2 separate regions of the Xenopus laevis genome follow, and region 1 is linked to region 2. A link is a contact called in public Hi-C data. All regions are on one chromosome and are shown on one strand. Each heading gives the region's core, a stretch centred on a gene start, on an enhancer-like site or on the middle of the called end of the contact. The rest is flanking DNA. Distances are from core to core; before and after follow the strand shown.

Region 1 (4,008 bases), core at 302-2,801, 120 kb after region 2:
GGATCCACTGCCCGCAGAGAAGTCACCCGGGTCCCCGCCGGCTCGTTCTCCGGCACCGACGCCTGGTAGTTATGGAGTTGGAACTGGGGGCTGCTATTTGTGCTCCTCTTTATTCTCCTGTGTCTGCCCCGAAGCTTCCTCCTCACCCGCACCAGCACCTGCTCCGAGGAGCCCCTACACATGATGGGCACAGCTGCCCCTGAGCTCCCGCACACAGTCCGCCGCACAATGGAGGAATCAGACAGTGAACAGCCGGTCCCCCCCAGTAGAGCGGCCACAAGTGCCTGAGTCTTATGCAGCAGTTCCGGGGGACACCGGGGGGCCATATACTCCGCTCTGTACTCAATGTCCACATCAGGGAGACTCTCGCGGGCCCCCGCGCTCTCCCCCCGGCTCTCAATAGGGCACTCCGGCCGGTGCACATACACTCGCAGGCGGATGGATAGGACGGTCCGGTCAGAGCGGGAGGTGACACGGAGGGTTGCGGGAAGCGGTACATGAGAACAGTCTGACCCGGGTATCAAGCTCAGCTCTCCCAGGTGGCTCAGTGCAATCGCCGTTGAGTTGTTCTCCAGGAGGTAAGTCCAGTCCGCTCCCAAGGACAGGTTGGCTCCCCCGGGATAGAGGTGAACTTGCAGAGCCCCCGCGAGCTGAAGCAGCCCCAGCACCGTCATACACACACTCAGCGCCCACATCTCCTCACAGAGGCCTGAGGGGCGGCATCAGGGCCGCTCGCCCCAATTTCACTTCTTATCCCACGGGAAGTTTAAAAGTGATTTCAAAATGGCTCCAACCCCCCTGGTTCAGCGCCGCTCCCCTCTCCTCCGCCTCCTCCTCCCCTCGGTCCTGATTAGCATAAACCTGCTCCCAGTCTGTGCGCCCTGCCGGGGGCGGCCCCTCACTCTCCGGAGCTCTGGCCTCTCCTGTCTGCCCCTGGCAGTGGCGCTCCGGTAACGCAAGGGACGGTTGCTATAGCTTATATAACCCCGGCCTGGGATAGTACTTGTAATACCACCGAGCGTATGGACTTTTCTGGGGTCAATGGGACATTCTCTCCCACCCCCACTTAAAGCGGCGCTACAGGTCTTTCCTGAATGGATGTGACTGTGGGCTTCCCCCTCACTGGCTGCGCTGCCACCTGTTCCTCCGCCGGGAGCCTCGCTCTGAGCCGTCTGCCCCTTCCCCCGCCCGCGCAACGGGTTTCGGCTGCTCTGGGCCCCTCAGACTAGAACCGCACAACTTCTCTATAGTATGTGTTGGAGCCGACGGGGCTTTGTGAGTGTCACATGAGCTGCTATTGTTGCACCCTGTCGCACTGCCGGGAATCCCCTCATTCCCTATGAGCCTGGCCCCGGGGGCGGATAGAGACAACTGCAAGATGCCTTGGGTGCCAGTCAGCCTTTTCAAATTGCTTTTATCTCTGCTACACGACAGGAGTTTTTATTTTAATATAAGGATTTCGTTGCATGTTTCTCCTTTAAATGTTTTCTATTTCCCATATCCATTAACTATAAATGTTAACTTCGAAATAAGCTGCGAGAAATACTGTTAGAAGGACACAGGGGAAGGGAGGGAAGTTTTTGTTCTCTCCATTTAAATGTATTGTTCGTAACGTGGAGAGGAGCGTGACACCCGTCACCATGGCAACGGCACTGGAGCGTCCTGCGAGAAGGGATTGATAGGAACAACTATTTGCTTCTGATGGTACCTGAAAGGTCCTCTAGCGCCACCTGCCGATTCTACAAGGCAATGACACGACTCGTTGAAATTGATAAGAAGTAATTGTGCATTTATTTTTTTGCACTCTTAATAGATGGGCATAGGGGAATTTGTCAAGGGCCCATCAGGATAAGATCCCACCATCAGATCATTGCCTGGACATATGTTTCACTCAAGCATCTCACAGTGGCAGACCCCTTATTTTTTAGGGATGCACCAAATCCACTATTTTGGATTCGACCGAATTAGGGGTGGGAAGGGGAAAACATTTTTTACTTCCTTGTTTTATGACAAAAAGTCACGCAATTTCTCTCTCCGCCCCTAATTTGCATATGCAAATTAGGATTCAGTTCGGCCAGACAGAAGGATTCGTCCGAATCCTGTTGAAAAATGCAGAATCCTGCCCGGATTTGGTGCATCCCTACTTATTTTAATCAACAGAAAATAAACGTACTGAACCTATTTACTTTTTTTAACCTATTGTTTCTACATTTTACCCAAAGTTTTTATTTAGTTTATTCCTTTAATATTCAGCAACAACTGGCTGTGGATATTTATATCACAAATTTCTTAGGGCTACCTTCTCTCCCTTTCTTTTCTTCTTTTTATGGGGAACATCCCCCATTGTATTGTTATAATAAAAAAGAAAAATAAACCCCAAAGCTTAGTACTTTGGGGCCCACCAAAGGGTTTGTCCTGGGCCCACAAGTACCTTAAAGCCGCCCTGGTTATAACACAGAATGTCTAGGAGTAACCTCTATAGTATATCTTTAGAAATGGTGTTTATGGATGTCATCACTTATAATTAGTTTGTGTTACTTGTGTCACATACCCCATTGACCTTGGATAGTGAAGGGTGTAGAGCACACTGGAAACCACACCAAGTCAGACCAAAAAGTTAAAAAAAAGGCTTGAAATGATTGCTCAATAAAGTAACTTTTTGGTCTGACTTGGCGTGGTTTCCAGTGTGCTCTACACCCTTCCTTCGGTTTTTTTTTTTTTTTTTTGCTATGCGGTTTATGTCCACTCCCTTGAACTGAGAGCCTGTGGCTGGAGCACCTGGGCCATCCCTTCACTTGGTGAGTTTTCATTAGCAGGTGTATTTATGCTAACATTTTATTTTTTGGATGTCAAAAATATAGCTCCCATTATTTAGCAAATAGTGCTGTTCAACAAGATTATATACAAATAATGATAGTACAGTATATTAAGAAATCAACGGAGCTCTCGAACAGACAATTAAAATTACATTCAGGGCCACATTCCTCAGCATTATGTTCTGAAATGGTATGAGAAACTACTCAGTTTAGAAAAGTGGGTACTTTATTCTATATCTATTGAATGCTAACAGTTAAAACATTGTATATTAAAAACAAAATAAACTAATTTCCAGTGTAGCTTCTAGAATTTGCATCCAGCTCCTCTTTTACAATCGATTGTTTAATTGACAGTATATGCCATCTGTCCTCATTCAGTAAGTGTGTGTGTAAGGCAGGGCTATGGGGATACCTGAGAAATTCCCTGCAGACATACAGTTCTGTCTCACTCTGATGCTTGATGTCCTAGTTAGAAACAGTGCCAGCTCCTCCCACCTGCCAGACAGCTAGCCGCACTCATCTTACCTTTCTCACAGTTAGTGCCAACTACAAATTAACCAGAGTTATCAGATCATTTGTCATGGATTGCTTACTAATTAATCTCATTAGCTCTTCCAACAAACTGGGGTAACATTCAGAAAAAACATTTTGTGGCACAGCAACTTTATTATCAAGGGTATTGGCACACAAGGAGATTTGTCGCCTGAGTTTAAATTTGCACTACAGCGGGCAACAAATGTCCCAGAAATGCTTTCCCACCAACATTAAAGGAAGTTGCCAACTTATGCAACACTTTGTTTTCCAAATTTTTAAGGAGAACTTCATGAAAAAATGAGTAATTTTCCCATTGTCGATTTACTGTATTGATGGAGGGAAAGCATTTCTGGGAAATTTGTTGCTTGTGGTAGCGCAAATTTAAACAAAGGGCCAACAAATGCCCCCGTGTGCCAGTACCCTAAGGAGAAATAAATACATATCCTTCTATGCAAGTTCCATAAGCTATGTATCTTAAGTACGTTTTTGAGTCAGTTAAGGAAATTGTGCAAGTTTTAAAATACATTACCCAGTTTGTGTAACAATATACGCTACCCAGGTAGCCTTATTTGGGACACCTGTCCCCCCTCTTTCCCCCTGATGGCAGCCCTAAGTGCTTCCCCCCCCTCCACACACACATATAGAGATGCTCTAGGGC
Region 2 (4,127 bases), core at 926-3,425:
TTGTGAGGGCGTATTTCTTCCTTTTTGCAATTTAATAAAGGTTTTATTTTGTGGATCCATGTATTTCTTTCATATGGCTAGTAATACTTTTTGCCTAACACCGGAAAGTCTTTCTTGGGGTTAAATATATTTATTTAAACTATAGAACGAATGTGCTTAAAAATATAAATAGAATAGCTATATACAATCACATTCAAAATGAAGGTTGTGGATACACCAGCAGAGAAAAGGCTGATCTGCTCCCGTCCACCCTGTTTTGTACTTGGCATCAGCCTATTCGTGCACATTGGGTGGATTTTGGATACAAACTTTTTACACTTCCAATGTGAAATTTCCCCTGTGTGTACTGAGAGGCCGATGATATTAGTTTTGCTGCAAAACAGGTGCTTTGTTTTGATCAGGATTAGTTAAAATTTGTGGAATTGAATGCAATATTTTCTTTGTTTTTAGCTGCTTACATTTTTATATTTTTCTCAAATCTGTCAATGAAAAAGCACGGTTCAGTTGGTGATTGGAATAACCTTTTGTGGAGGATACAGTATTTAGCAAATCCAAAAATTATGGATTTGATTCTCATTAAAAGGTAACACATGACAACTTCATCTGCGACAATGAGTATTAATGTCTCATTGGTATGAGCTACTGCAGTTACCATCATTTTTACTGGAAATATAAACATATTGTATGTATTATGTGTAACTTCTACATGTGGCTGATAGAGAATTTTTTTCTTTTCTGTCCTTTGTAAAAAAAATAAAAAATAAAAAAGACCATTGGTGGGACCTGGCTTGGCTGGCTAATTATACCAGAAAGTTTTGAAGTGCTTTGTTCTAATAGTTGATGGAGAACAATATACTTCTTGCAGCTGACTGACAAAGCAGGTATTGAGCAAAGAACATTAACAAATGCACATATAAAGGTTTCTTCTGTTTTAATTTTGAAGATGTGCTCCCATATGCAATACTGGTGCAGTAACTCATAGAAACCAATGAAATGTTTGTTTTTAAACAGGTGCCGCTACACTTGGATTCCAGTACATACCACGTAACACAGCATTACATAGAAGAGCGGTTGCAATTGCAGGAAGTATTTGTAAAAGTTTGTTGGGTAATTTCACAAAAAAAATTAGGTTCAAATAACAGCCATCAGGAACTATACCATTCCCAGGGAAGTCATTCATCAGTAAATTACATGGTATCTGAATTGTACCTAGATTCCTGCTATGAAATACAATCTTGCTGCCTAACAAAGCATTCACCTGTATTCTTTGTTTGTGTCTGAGGTAACTAGAACTGGCAGAATTTCATTCCGTTTGCTGAAACATGTGTTTTCCTTTGGTAAGAAGGGGCTTTGTGGTGCAAGTGTGTTATATTAATTAGTTTTTTCTTTAATAACTTGTGAGATTCTGCAGGTTCGTGTATTCCTTCCTGCGTAAGAAAGGCCATTTGTCACATTAAAACAGTTAAGATTATTTTGAATAGTCTGATGAATTTTATGATGGAATTTTCATTCCATGTGAGGTTGGTTTCTATTCACACTGGGACAGAGAGTGAGAATTGGAGGTTTAGGAGAAGCGTGATTTGTGGTGGATAAAGATGGGACCACAGGCAACATATATGTTGTAAGTATACTGAAAAATGATTAGTGATTTAAATAGAAATTTAGTACAGAAAATGTAATGCCAAATAAATCTATGAAAGGCCAGTAAACTGAAGTTTCATTCAGGCCAAAATGTCAGTGCTAAGCCTTGCTCTGGGCCTGGGCACTGTATGAATGTAATAGAGTAAACCTCATAGTAGTGTGGGGCTACTGTGCCAGGCACATATACAGAGAGCAGTGTTTTTTTAACGGAGCCACGCACATGCATTTATAAGCAGTCGGAGCTTATCCCATTTAATCAACCACCAAAGTATCAATGTTTTGGTTGGTACAACCCTCTCATTGTCAGGAACATAACAACAAAACCTGACAAAGGGGATGTACAACCCATAGTTTTCAGGGTTCATTGTCATGTTTCTGATGAAGAGGGTTGTAACCCCCCCCCCCGAAACTTGATACTTTGGTGGTTGAATAAATGGGTTAAGCTCCCCCACTGCATTTAAGTGCGTACATGGCTCCGTTAAACTCTACTGTACTTCAAGGACCTAGCTAGCCAAACAGAAAGCTGCACCAACAGTGAATTAACTACATTCTACATATGTATAGAGTCAACTGATGGGACAAATGCAGGTGTTCATTTCTAAAGTCCTGGGTGGTTGGGGTGTAGTTTTGCAAATGAAAGTGATCAAGCATGCAGTGATGCTCTTAAATAAAAAATATTCTAAATACTATTTTAGGCCATTAGTTAAGCAAAATAAACTTTAATAACACTATATAAATTATTTTGTTTTGTTCGGTCTTGGAACTCCTAATTATAGCAGGCAGGCAGGCGCCATTTTGTGAACACTGGTATTAAGGCAAACCTTGCATTAGCTCAGAATCTTGTTTGTGCACCAGAATGGGGGATCTGATGTCCATCCCCATGTACTGGTTACACAATTAAATGGTAAAGCGAAGGGGGAATGTGGGGAGAGCAGTGACATCTAGTAAGTGCTGAATGGAAAGTGAAAGTAATTTCCTGCCCCGCCTCTATGCCTAAGGCATAGAGGAGGGGCAAGCAATATTTGATTGACAGCTGAGATTTTTAAATGAGTTTACAACAGCTATGAATGCCTTAATATAAAAAAAATTTGGATTTCAGGTTTAATTTGAAAATTACTTTTATTATACATATTTTTATGTCTGGGTGACAGGTCCACTTTAAAGGAGAAGAAAAAGTTAAAATCACTTGGGGGGGGTATCTTAGGTGCCTAACTTTTGGCAGTCAATTTGCATTCAGCACATGACCTGGCAAATGTTACATATGCACCCTCTGAGCAACACCATTCCTTAATATGAACATTTTCATTTCCTTTTTACAGCTTTGTTGTTGATTACCTTATAGTATTCATTTTTGCTAGGTCAGCGAGTAAACTTCTGATATTTGCAGAGCTGGAGATCCATGGTTTGAGGGAATATAAAATTAAACTTTTAAAAATAATATGGGGGATTTCAAGGGGCATCTTTGGAAGGACAGCTTTTCACTGCTACCTGTGAATGTGTTGGGCTTTTTAAGAAACCCAAATCACAATTTATAGTATTTTAGACTCTTTGTTAAACGGTAACACCAAAAAATGAAAGTGTTTTAAAGGAATGCCAATATAATGTTGCCCTGCACTGGCACAACTGTTGTGTTTGCTTCAGAAAAAACAACCATAATTAATATAAACAAGCTGTTGTGTAGTCATTGGGGCAGCCATTCAAGCACAGGATACACACCAGATAAGGTCTGAAGAATCCCATTGTATACTACAGAGATTATTTGTTCTCTGCTGTTTATCCTGTGCCTTTTTCTGCCTTGTCAGCTTTGAATGGCTGCCCCCCATGGCACAGCAGCTTTTTCATATAAACTGTAGTAGAGTTTCTGAAGCAAACACACAGTTTTACAAGTGCAAGGCAACAGTATGTAACAGTTTCATTACTGTAAAACACCTTTATTTTTTGGTTGTGAGCAACATTTAGAAGTAAAAGGAGTTGGGGAGCAACACAAGCATGAAAAATGTTCATGGAGTTCCAAATAAGTGCTGTGATTGGCCATTTGGTAGCCCCTATGTGGATTGTCAACCTACATCAAGGCTCTGTTTGGCAGTGCACCTGGTTTTTATACAACCAAAACTTGTTCGAAAATAAGCTTTTGCTTTGAGGCCACTGGGAGCAACATCCAAGGGGTTGGAGAGCAACATGTTACTCACGAGCTACTGGTTGGGGATCACTGCCCTAGAGAATACTTTTTGAAGATTAGGACTGCTGGGATGCAGCAGAAAGACAATCTGAAGGCGGCATTAGGTTTTTAATGATTTAATAATTTCTCTAGATTTTAGGTTCAGTGCTCCAAATAACAGGAGCCTCCTTATTCTGATAGCCCCTAATCCCCATTTCAGGTAATAGATCACACATACAGTATTTGTAACTGTTCCTTCCAGGCTGGCTGCTGTTACCTTTGCTTTTGTTAGTGCCAGAGCAACTCCAAATGATTTTACAGGTTGTTT

Evidence for each region. A called contact is a pair of places that touch in the nucleus more often than the background predicts.
Region 1: a Hi-C map of the XL177 cell line shows a contact between it and region 2, with 3 times the contacts expected there. The contact joins the promoter of celsr1.S here to the enhancer-like site in region 2. A contact is called at or near these places in 2 of 4 Hi-C or Micro-C datasets (the XL177 cell line and the XTC cell line).

What each region holds. Positions count from the first base shown.
Region 1 is chr3S:74,721,574-74,725,581 of Xenopus_laevis_v10.1, forward strand. It overlaps celsr1.S (cadherin EGF LAG seven-pass G-type receptor 1), which reads right to left and starts at 1,552. Exons shown (of 34, transcript XM_041588505.1): 1 at 1-1,552. The coding sequence starts at 695.
Region 2 is chr3S:74,604,421-74,608,547 of Xenopus_laevis_v10.1, forward strand. gtse1.S (G2 and S-phase expressed 1 S homeolog) reads left to right here. Exons shown (of 11, transcript NM_001094159.1): 11 at 1-55. Among protein-coding and RNA genes, the nearest start is that of gtse1.S, 19 kb to the left of the region's middle. Within about 2 kb of position 2,176, at least 1 of the 7 cell types and tissues checked has an H3K27ac peak or open chromatin away from gene starts, as enhancers often do.